Linked DNA regions of Macaca mulatta: region 2 is linked to region 1. A link is a contact called in public Hi-C data. All regions are on one chromosome and are shown on one strand. Each heading gives the region's core, a stretch centred on a gene start, on an enhancer-like site or on the middle of the called end of the contact. The rest is flanking DNA. Distances are from core to core; before and after follow the strand shown. Region 1 holds the start of PRDM8 (PR/SET domain 8). Region 2 holds the start of ANTXR2 (ANTXR cell adhesion molecule 2).

Region 1 (5,267 bases), core at 1,226-3,725:
TTTTCCTTGCACCTGCCTGATTTTTGCATAGCTCTTATTTCAAAATTATAGGAGATAAACATGGCATATTTTAAAGATGAAAACTAAGAGATACTTGTTAAAATAATTAGAATAGTGGGAAATCTGGAGCTGACTGCTTAGAAGAAAGAAAAGAAAGGGCTGGAAAGACTAGATCATTTTTGCATTACCTTGATGTTGGATTGGGTAGGTTTTGGAGGTGAAGTTCAAGGCAGAATATATATTATATATATATTATATTTATATATTATATATATATTTATATATTATACACACACACGCACATATATTTTAACCAGCCTATAGACTTCCCTTACTGAAAGAAACTTCTAACCCTTGGGGAAAAGTGCCTCTGCCTATGTATTGAACTGGGTGCCCGGGAGCTGATTTTTTCCTTTTCTTCCAAAGAGGGGAGCAGCGTTAGTGAGCAGGCGGAGACAGCGGAGCATGGCGAATGGATTTCAAGTGGAGTGTCAGGGCCACTAATTCTGTGTCAGCCAACCTTTCTCTGCAGCCTACAAGAAGGGACGTATGTCTGCTCATTACCATAATCCAACACTGTTCCTCTGAGGCTTTAATTAAAAGCAGCAAGCAGAGGTAATTTTTTTTTCTGGACATGCTTATTTATGGATGAGAGTGAATCCCGGTTACCTTGTTATACAAGGGGGTGGATTGAGTCACATGTAGCTCATGAAGTGAGCAGGTACAGGACAGGCCTAAAGTGTCCCCAGTCTGAAATACTGTGTGTAATGACTGGTAAATTTTCACTCCCCCTACCCCATATGACCCTTTTTGGGCAAGAGGGGGCAGCCCTCCTTGAGCACTCCTCAGTGGGCTCTCCAGCTGTTTAATCCACAGCAATTTAGAAAGTAATGCCCCAATGGAGGGTTCTCTATTAAGCTGTCATAAAGGGACATTTTCCTTCCTCTGGACACCCCATACAAGACTTATCATTAAAAAAAAGAAAAAAGAAAAAAAGAAACAGGTGCTTAAATTTTTTTAACTAGCTTTGGACTAGCTGCATTGCTTAGTATTTCAAACTAATCAAAAGATTCCTCCAAGTTTGTTGTTCCCTGATAATGTCACCGTTGGCAATTATTTATGTATGTTTTGTATAATTAAAGTAACAGGAAAGAGTAGATCTAATTCTTTTCCTGCAAAGCTGTTCATTATGGAATAATATCAGTGACGTCTGTTTTTATTTTAATTTATATTAACCAATTAACCTTACACGTGTGACTACAAGGTGTGCTTTTTCCCCCCCATTCCAGCTAACATAGCCTAAAACTTTGGTTCGTCTCATTTTCCATTCATCCTCTTGCATCCCCCAAATGTCAAGTGTTGGGCTGTATCTACCAGACAGCAGAAATAAGGGAAAATATCCATAAAGAAGAAACTTTATTATTCTACATCATCTATCCCTGGACATTTTTACCCCATACAAGGTAGACATCCTGATTTTTCATTTCAAATTAAAATACATTTTAAAAAACCCATAACCTCTCATCTCATTTTCAACGGAATCCTATTCTCCTCTTTTCAATTTCCTTCAATTCAGCGTTTTATGCCCCAATTTCTCTCTTCCTTTTAAAAATCTCTTTCACACAAGCATTTCATTGTGCTGGGAGGTCGCCCCCGTCACTTCGGGCAACAGCAGGGACACAGTCATTAAAATGCAGTTCTACCTAACAATACGGTGAAAAGGTCCTCACTCCGCCGCGCTAATAGCGGTCGGAGTCGCCGCGCCAGCCGCCACGAGCCTCAAGCCCATCACAATAACTGCTGGGCAAGAGCCTAGGAGCGCCCGCCCGCGTGCGGTCGCCTTTGCCACCCAACGTTTCACAGCTCCGTGCCCCGCTCTGGGCCCAGGTTCTTATCCGCCTGCCCTGGGAATATGCCCCAGAGCCGGCGGGGCTTTCTGAAAGCCGGTCGCTGCTGCCCGCCGCTAGCCCGTCCCTCTAGTCAGGCATTGTCTGGCGGCCGCGCGCTCCCCAGTCCCTGGCTTCTCCGGCAAAGTGCTCCCCACCCGCTCCTCCTTTTGTACAATATTCCTGGCAGTAGAGAGCCCCTCAAGAATTATTTTTCTCTCTCTTCTGGATAATAAGGAGACGGAAGACAAAATTTTCTACTCTTTCCACCAAACTGCCTTCCTCCCATCCCCCTCCCACATCAATGCAAATAGACTTACCAGGAATAAGGTCAGTATAGACTCTACCAAATAAGGCCACCTGGAACCCGGAAGATGCAATCGAGTGTTTCTTTTTGCCTATTGTATCAGTGTATTTCCATGTCAAGAGGTGTTGGTGTTGCCGTCTTTTAGGCTTTTCCTAAAGAGATAAGAGAGAGATGGAGAGATGGGGAGAAAAAGATTGGGGGGTGGAGGGAGGCAGGGAGAGAGAGAGAGAGAGGGAGACGGAGAAACGGAGAGAGTTGTACAGATGGACCCGATGCAGTGACTGACTGGCACGCAGACACACACTTTTTGTTTGCTGCACATAATCTGCCCAATGACGCGTGACAGCCCACGTCCCCTCCCTTTAACTCTTTGCTGGGCCAGGAGCTCCCTCCGGCGCCGCCTGCCTCGCAGCTTTTTCCCCCGGCCTGCCCGCGCCCCGCAGATCATGAGCGCCTACCCCGGGTGGCAACGCCTCTCAGAGAGCGTCCCGGCCCGCCTCTTCCTAAAGCTCGGGCCCTCTGGGACGGCTAGGAGGGGAAAATCGTTTCAGGATTGGAAAGGAAGGTACCAAAAGGATTGGAGAGGGCCTTTCCCCGTTTCACTAGGCACTTGGAGAAGCTATGACAGAGAGCTGGACACCCAGCGCGTGCGGACCCCGAGCGTATTTCCCCGGAGTCCACGTTCCGTGAAAGGGAGAGGGGTGCGGTTAGCCCCAGGGATACTCTAGCCCTGGAGCCACCGCTGATTTGCGCCGCTAGTTGCCTGAGGTTGATAAAGGGGCGTCGTCTCTCTTCAGGAGCACCAACACTACCAAGCTTCCCCCTGCAAAATTCAGAAAGGATGCGCTTTGGTAAGAACTTGACTCAGCCTTCCCATGGCTCGGGAGATGAGGTTGGAGTGAGAATGTCACCAGACCTCGGAAGGGGACATAACGGTACCTCCCAGTCCCAGGACACGGGTACGTGGGCGGAGGTGGGGTGCCGGAGGTTGGTGGGAAGAGCGCAGGTTAGTGGACTCAAACAGTTCCTGGTTTTTTTGTTTGTTTGTTTGTGTTTTTTTTTTGCCCTCTGCTTCGTGCAGAATCTGCACAGCCCCAGAGGGAGTCCTATAATGGGTGCTGTTGGCACTCTGAGGTCTTGGGGTTGCGAGGCAAGGGTGATTCAAAATAAAAATGATTATCAAGATGGGCTCCGGAAAGCTTTTCGCATCCAGCGGGTGGTGGAGGAGGGGATGGAGTTGCCAAGGCCGTCTCGGGAGCCTCGTTTGTGCGCTAAGCCACTTAGAGGCGCTGACTTGCCCCTTTAGTGCAGCAGCTGATGCTAATGACTTGAGGTCTTTAACAGCCTGCAAGTTGACTCCTTCAACGGGGCTGCAACACCATTTCGCTGGGGGATCTCGGGCTTCTTTTTCACAGTTCAATTCTCTACTCCTAAGGGAAGAAAGGCCTTTGAGTGGTATAGATTGTTTCTCAACTTCTTCAGCCCCACCCACACCACCACTACTTTGAAGTGGGCAATCTGTCAGCATTAGGATAAATCGGATTGTGCAGCTGGCTAAAGTGGAGGAGGTACAACCACAACTTAAGGAGATAGCCTCCTTGGTGTTGTTTTTCCTTGTTGTTGTTGTTGAAATAATGTATTTGGGGAGTTGGCAAAAAGCAGCTTACCATGTTAGTTTGATCCTCTCCCAGCTTTGAGACCCTTCTCTGGAACTCAGTGGAGTATGGAGGCTTGGACAGCCTGGTGACTGCAGTCCCAGGAGGCCAGGGGAGGATTTTCCTGAGGAGAAACAAGTGCAAGGACTTTCCCATGAAGTTCATTTTCTTCCTTGTTCTCCCTCTCTCTCTCTCCCCCTCCCGCCCCTGTGTGTGTGTGTGTGTGTGTGTGTGTGTGTGTTTCCTTCTCTTTTCTGGTCAGTACCCCATGCAAGTTCTGAATTGCTGCCTAGAACTAAGCTGAAATTCACAGAAGGAAGGGCTGTCAAATCCCCATATTTTGAGAGAAAGTGGGGGAATTCCTTAGTTTTCAGGTTAGCTACTGACTTTTCAAAGAAAGCTTCTTGAAGTGCAGTTTTACGTACTTTGGCTATGTGCAATTTTATGTACTTCAGCTAAGGGTGACTCCTAATGATCAAGGCTTAGTGCAATGAGGGCTCTCTTACATGTCTGTATATAAGAATCTGCAGCTGTACTGAGCTACCAATTGTCTTATAACTGATTGCTCCACTGAATACTAGATTCACTTCTTTCTCTCTCTCTCTCTCTCCACACACACACACACACACACACACACACACACACACACAAAAAAAAAAAAAAAAAAAAAGCATGGACACACTGTCCCCTAATACTTCTTTAAAGAATGGGTGGAAGAATTAGAAATGTGAAAATAATGTCTCAAACATCTGGAAAATAAACCTCAGGTTTGAAGAATAGTGGCCAGAAACGTAAGTTAATTCCGAGTAGAAGAAAGAAGAAAAGTAAAGGGCAGAAGAGGCATGGTTGTAAACAACTTCCAGTTAATAAAGAAAAGTAGCCATAAGAGAGTCATGCGGTCCCTTAGAAACTACAGACTGATAAATGCAATATGGTGTGTGAGGAATGGTGTTTAAGAACATAATTTCATTAATCTGTTGAACAGAACACTCCTTAGTGCTTTCTTTTGCTGTTATTTAGAGCATTGGAAGTTTATCTTTCAGGAAAAGTCATCTGTCCATGCAAAGCATTAAAAAATTACCTTACATATTGTAAATATATAAGCCTCTACTCCAGAATGTGGACATTTAGAAAATAAACTCTAAATGGAAGGCATTTTTCTTGTGCCTGGCCTTTCTCTTATTAGATATAGAGACCATTTAAACTATGTTTCTTTTGAGGTACTAAAACCTTGACTCCAGTTTGTATAAAATAATGTTTTTGATACTTAAGTTCAGGGTGGAACAGCTTGACCTTTTTAAGTCTCAAGCTAGAAAACAGCGACGATTTTATACATCTGAGAAGGGAGTGATTTATTGAGAAACTGGCCAACAGATGCTTCATTTCAGTTTTACTTTTTTAACCTCTAATTAATGTTTT
Region 2 (5,497 bases), core at 997-3,496, 130 kb after region 1:
TTTAAGAACTTTCTTAGGACTTTCTTAATTAGTCTTAGGACTAATTAAGGACTTTCTTCTAGGGCTTAATTGTTTGAAAATTATATTTCAAACATATGAACGGAAGTTTCCTTCTTACAAAAGTGAAAAGAAGGAATGTATGTTTCCTTCTTACAAAAGTGAAAGTTATCTTCCATCTAGTTAACCCCTTGCCCCTCAGTATCTTCCTCACTCCATCAGGTAAAAAGTGGCAGATTGATGCAGTTGATAGTGGTGGAATTTCCATCCCCAAGTGACCAGTCGGCAAAGAGTGAGAAGGGATGTTAGCCACCCTCCATTCAATCTTTGACATTTGTAGTGAGCATATTTTCAAAATGGAGGTCTGCCTGTATATATTGAAGTTTTCATCAATTCGTAACTCTCAGGTTAGCTGTTATAGTGATGATGGTCCAAGGTACCATTTCATTTTGCCTTTGTTAAAATAGAGATGATAAGACTGACAGAATGTACTCTGTGTCCATAAGACATCAAATTATAAAGAAGACCTAAGACCATGCCAGGCAAACTACCACTACACTTAAAAAAATAAACTCTATTCTAACTGCCACAAGGGTTTTCTTTTTCTCTAGCATCTAAACAAACACTGGCCTCAAGATAACCAATATTGAAACAATTGCATCTTACTGGCTGCAAGACACTAATTAAATAATCCTCCACACCTACCCCTGTTCTATGAGCCATAATTACAGCTTTGACTGGACAAGAGACTGATTTTAATAACTTTCTCCTGATAAGAGACCACTGACCACAGACTGGTTCTGGCCGGTTTACAGAGGCTGTGGCACTGAGCGCCTTCATGTCTTCTGTTTCACCTTTTGACATACAGGGCCTAAATATAATACATTTAATTGTTAAGTCTCCACCTCAAAGTGAACATGAGACATAGGCAACATGCATGTTTATATGTTTAAAAGCATGTTTGCTTACTAAACATGCATGTTGTATATGTCCCATGTGCACTTTGATGTGAAAACTTAACCCACCTGCTTCAGAAATATGCATAGCTCATGTACCCCTTGCTTCAGGAATATTCGTAGTTCCTCCTATAACTTGTTGAATATGTATATTTGGCCAACTCATTCAGCATAAATTCCTGTTCCACCCTTACCTCCCTCAGAGTGCCTGCTTTTTATCTCTGTCAGAGGCTACACTTCCCAGCCTGTCAAGAAGTCCAGCCTGCAGCTGTAACCCTTTATAAGAAATGAAGTTCTCCTTTCCAAATTTATGAACCTCAGGATTGTTTGTCTCCTATCACACTCAATATAAAATATCTGAATTCCTTATCTCAGTAAACAAAGCATCACATAATCTGGCCCTTGCCTATTTCTCTTACATCATCTTACCTGTAAAGCTCCAGCCACACAGTTTTTTCTTTCTTTTTTGAATATGCTAAGCTAATGTCTATGGACCTTTGCAGTAACTTCAAGTGTTTCCTCTTAGAGCTCTTGGAATGACTGGGTCTTTTTTGTTAGTCACCGAGTCAGTCATTCTTTATCATCACAATATTTTAAGTTTCTGCAAGCCACCTATCTAATATGGACATGTTTTCCTTGCTTATGTATTTATTTCTTATTGTCTGCTTTCACTCTTCAGCCAGACTGTCAGCTTCATGAAGGCAAGGGCTTGTTATCTTGTTCTGTGCACTAACCTCCATTTCTGGAATAGTGCCTAGCAAATAATAGGCACTCAGTGAATCTTTGTTAAAGTTATTGATTTTTATCTTCAAAGAGCTGACATATCTGGTTGTATATCAAATATAATAAATGAAAAGTTAAATACATACGGCAACAAACAGAAGAGATGTATATGTAAGTACTACAAAAAGCATTGATTTTGTTAAAAATGAAAAGGTAGTAGGTTCTAAAAGCCAGTTTTGACTAAGGGAGGGCGGAAGTCACGGAGGTGAGGGGAAGACAGAGGAGGGAGGGAGAGCAGAACTAGTAGACAGAGGATTTGTGCACCAACTTGAGTGCTTGCACAAGTTTTGCAAAGGAGACCTAGCTTGCCCAAAGCGGAAATTCTCCAAAACTGGAGCTTGCAGGGAATGATAGTGGGCTGAAATATTTTGAGGTACAACTTTCCACTCCCAAAGATGCTTGCTATACCCTCCCACTCCCCACTCTGGCCTTTCCTTGGCTTGGCTTTTTTTTTAGAAAAAAAAAAAAAAAACCCCAAAAACTAAGCAGGTTTCTTTAGAAAAAAAAAGAGGAAGTTCATAAAGAGTGTTTGTGGTAGTAGGGGGTGGGGTGGAGTGAGGAGTGAGGAGGCCACCTCCCATGGAATCCTTAGTCTTGGATTTGTAAACCACGCAAAGGGGCTGTTTTAGCACAGCTGCTAAAATAGGCCAGGCCTGCAGGATATACGGGTATGTCTAGTTTCTACAGAACTTTTGTTTTTCTAAACTCTTTCTTCCTTTTCCCAAATCTGGCAAGCGTTAGTCATCTTCAACTCGGCAGAAACCCACAAGTGTGCGTGTGTAGCTTGGAGGCTTCAGCTGGGGACCCGCCCTCGTCCCCGGGCGCACACTGACACACGCAGCCTAGACCTGGCCCGAGCGCGCTCCTGGCCTCGGCGTGGCTTCTCTCCAGCCGGGAGTCCCAGGGCCAGCTAGCCTCCTCCCCTAAAGGGGACGGCCCGTCAGCGCAGTGCCAGAGTCCAGCACCGGGAGGAAAGTTTCGGAGTGCGGAGGGAGTTGGGGTTGCCGGAGGAAGGGAGCGGGAGGAGAAGGATCTCCACTCCTAGTTTGTTCTGCCGTTGCCGCGTCCCAGGGACCCCTTGTCCCGAAGCGCACGGCAGCGGGGGAACTTCAGCCCTCCGGGCGGGGTGGGCTCCAGGTCCGGGTCCGAGGCGGGCGCTGGAGGCTCGGCCCGAGGCCGGAGAGGAACTCATCTCGCGAGCTGTCGCCGTGGGCCCGCATTGTCTGCAGGAACTCTCCGGAATCGGGAGGGGGAGGACTGGATCGCGCTTCCACTGGGATTCGTCAAGAGTTCCGGCGGCAGCTGCGGCGGTGGCGGAGACTGCCTTTGTCCTCTCAGGACCTCCCTCTCTCCCTCCCTCTGTCAGCTGGTGGGTCCCGTTGCCGCAGGCGCCGGCGCCTCAGCTGCTCGCCGCCCCCCACCCCAGAGTGCGTCCCGGGTGACTCCCGGCACCTTTGCGACCCTCCCGAGCTGAAGAGACTGCGAGCGGGAGGGATTCTCAGGTCCCCGGCCGCAGGATGGTGGCGGAGCGGTCCCGGGCCCGCAGCCTCGGGAGCTGGCTGTTCCCCGGGCTGTGGCTGTTGGCGCTCAGCGGTCCCGGGGGGCTGCTGCGCGCCCAGGAGCAGCCCTCCTGCAGAAGAGCCTTTGATCTCTACTTCGTCCTGGACAAGTGAGTGTGCGAGGGACGTCCAGGGTCTCCTGGTGACGGCTGCACTGGATCAGCTGGGGCTGAGGCTGAGATGCGTGTGCGCGCCCCGGGGAGTGGTGTTGGAAACCCGCGGAGGGGTGCCCTGTTGCTGTCTTCTTCCAAAGGGCAAGCGGTTCGGATCTGTGTAGGCGGAGATCAGTGGGGTGGGAGGTAGTGATTGGAGCCGTGGGCTACTTGGCTCTTTGGGGAGTTAGGGTATTCACTGTTTGCCAGTCTTTGGGCCTCTTGGGAAATGGGAATGTGGCCTGTTGCGGGCCAGCTCCATCGGCCACTTAGTCCTTACCCACTTCCTCGACCCCCGCTCGTATGCAGGCTAAAGTTTGCCTGGTTTTATCCTAATCATAGCGCTTTCATTGGAGCCAGGAAAAGCCTAGGGTTAACATGCCCAATGTGGTTTGCATTTCCTGCGAAGTAAGGTTTCTGTGTTTACTCTGAAGAGCTGGGTTCCACTATAAACAATTAGCAGGCAGGTATTGCCCCCAGAAAATGAGCGGACTACTACTACTTCTTCTTCTTCTTCTTTTTTTTTTTTAGATGGAGTCTCGCTCTGGGGCTGACTTCTTTAACTCTTGGTAGCACCAAAGTTTCAGCTACAGATACCCTTACTTAGCTTGACAAAGAGGCCAGGTGCCCCCATGTTCGTGACATTGAAGAAGGAACCATTTCAACATGTTTACTTTTCAGTTCCGTGTTTTGTTTCTCTGATCAGTTCAATTTCATCTTTCAGGTCTGGGAGTGTGGCAAATAACTGGATTGAAATTTACAATTTCGTCCAGCAACTTGCGGAGAGATTTGTGAGGTATCTTTCTTATTTTACTTTTCTAGGCAGTGGAGAAGTAGAGCAAAGTGTAGAATTTCCCTTTTCTGAAACCTTTTATGGGAAAAACTTTTCCTGAAATGTTACTTTTAAGTGCCTCAAGGTCGTTATTGCACACATGGTGTTATTAGGACAGCCCTTCAATCCTTGAGGGATTATTTCATCTGGATCCCAGAAACTTGGCTCAGACTCCAAGGAAGCATCTTCAAATACTCTTCCAAATGTCTTTTTCTTTCCGAATTTTCATCTGTTTTGAATTTCAGTTATGCTTTCTCATAATTTATCACATTAAAAAATAAATTTTATGCGAATAGTATCCATAATATATTTTCCTTTCCACACATTTCTTAGCATTATAGAAGTCCTCATTAAAACAAACAAAAAGTGTTGGAAAACTTCAAATGAACATGTGTTAATAACCCACTACCAGAAAAGGCACTTGTGTGTGTGTTTAAAGCAACGACTTGTGTTTACACAATGTGTGGGTGTGTGGTTGGTTTAAAATTTAACTGTTCTATATATGCAATAAGCATCACCAGGAAAGACTGGTTTCCTCTCCTATAAAAAGCATTACTGGTATGAAATCCAGCTTACTCTCTTATTTAGAGGTAACTAGGAATTAGTGGCATCTCCGATTTAAAAATAACCTCAGGACCTCAGGACACTAGGCTTTTGAGGCGTTTTCCTTCTTTTTTTTTTTTTTTAAAGAAAAAATGCAATGAGCAAACACAAGTTTATCAAGATAATGGAAAGGACATGAATAGGAACTGTATCATTAAATATTGCTTCTTTCAGTCTTGTTAGCCCAAATGTTTTCTGTAAAACAGGCTTGGATGATCAAAACATTTTGAAAGTCATGTTGCAAGTAACTTCAAACAATCTGTAGAGGCCTAGGCAATCCTTGCTTTCAGTTATTGGCAGCAGTAAAGTTATCCCTATAAAAATGTATGCCTGTCCATGTTCAATCATCAGTCCCTTGCTTAAGAAGCCAAGTTTAACACTCATTTCTGGACAGGGTCTGAGGTAAAGCTGTCTAGGAAAGAAAAACAAACAAGATCCTATATCCTTAAATGTCAAAGGCAGAACAAACAGTTGTTTATAAATTTTCTAATTTAATCCTTCAATGTGCAAAGGGTGTCATGTAGATTCTGATCAAAAGCAATGAATCACATCACTACAACATTTTAAAGAAGCAAGCTCTTATCTTACTCATTGATCTGGTTTTTAAGTTGGAAT

Evidence for each region. A called contact is a pair of places that touch in the nucleus more often than the background predicts.
Region 2: a Hi-C map of liver shows a contact between it and region 1, with 1.9 times the contacts expected there. The contact joins the promoter of ANTXR2 here to the promoter of PRDM8 in region 1. A contact is called at or near these places in 4 of 14 Hi-C or Micro-C datasets (CD4 T cells, fetal cortex germinal zone, fetal cortical plate and 1 more).

The regions. Positions count from the first base shown.
Region 1 is chr5:53,604,424-53,609,690 of T2T-MMU8v2.0, forward strand. It overlaps PRDM8 (PR/SET domain 8), which reads right to left and starts at 2,476. Exons shown (of 5, transcript XM_078002643.1): 1 at 2,207-2,476. LOC144340976 reads right to left here. Exons shown (of 4, transcript XM_078002644.1): 3 at 3,861-3,972; 4 at 3,348-3,623. The coding sequence ends at 3,618.
Region 2 is chr5:53,731,373-53,736,869 of T2T-MMU8v2.0, forward strand. It overlaps ANTXR2 (ANTXR cell adhesion molecule 2), which reads left to right and starts at 2,247. Exons shown (of 17, transcript XM_015138456.3): 1 at 2,247-3,405; 2 at 4,172-4,243. The coding sequence starts at 3,254. It also overlaps the pseudogene LOC697531.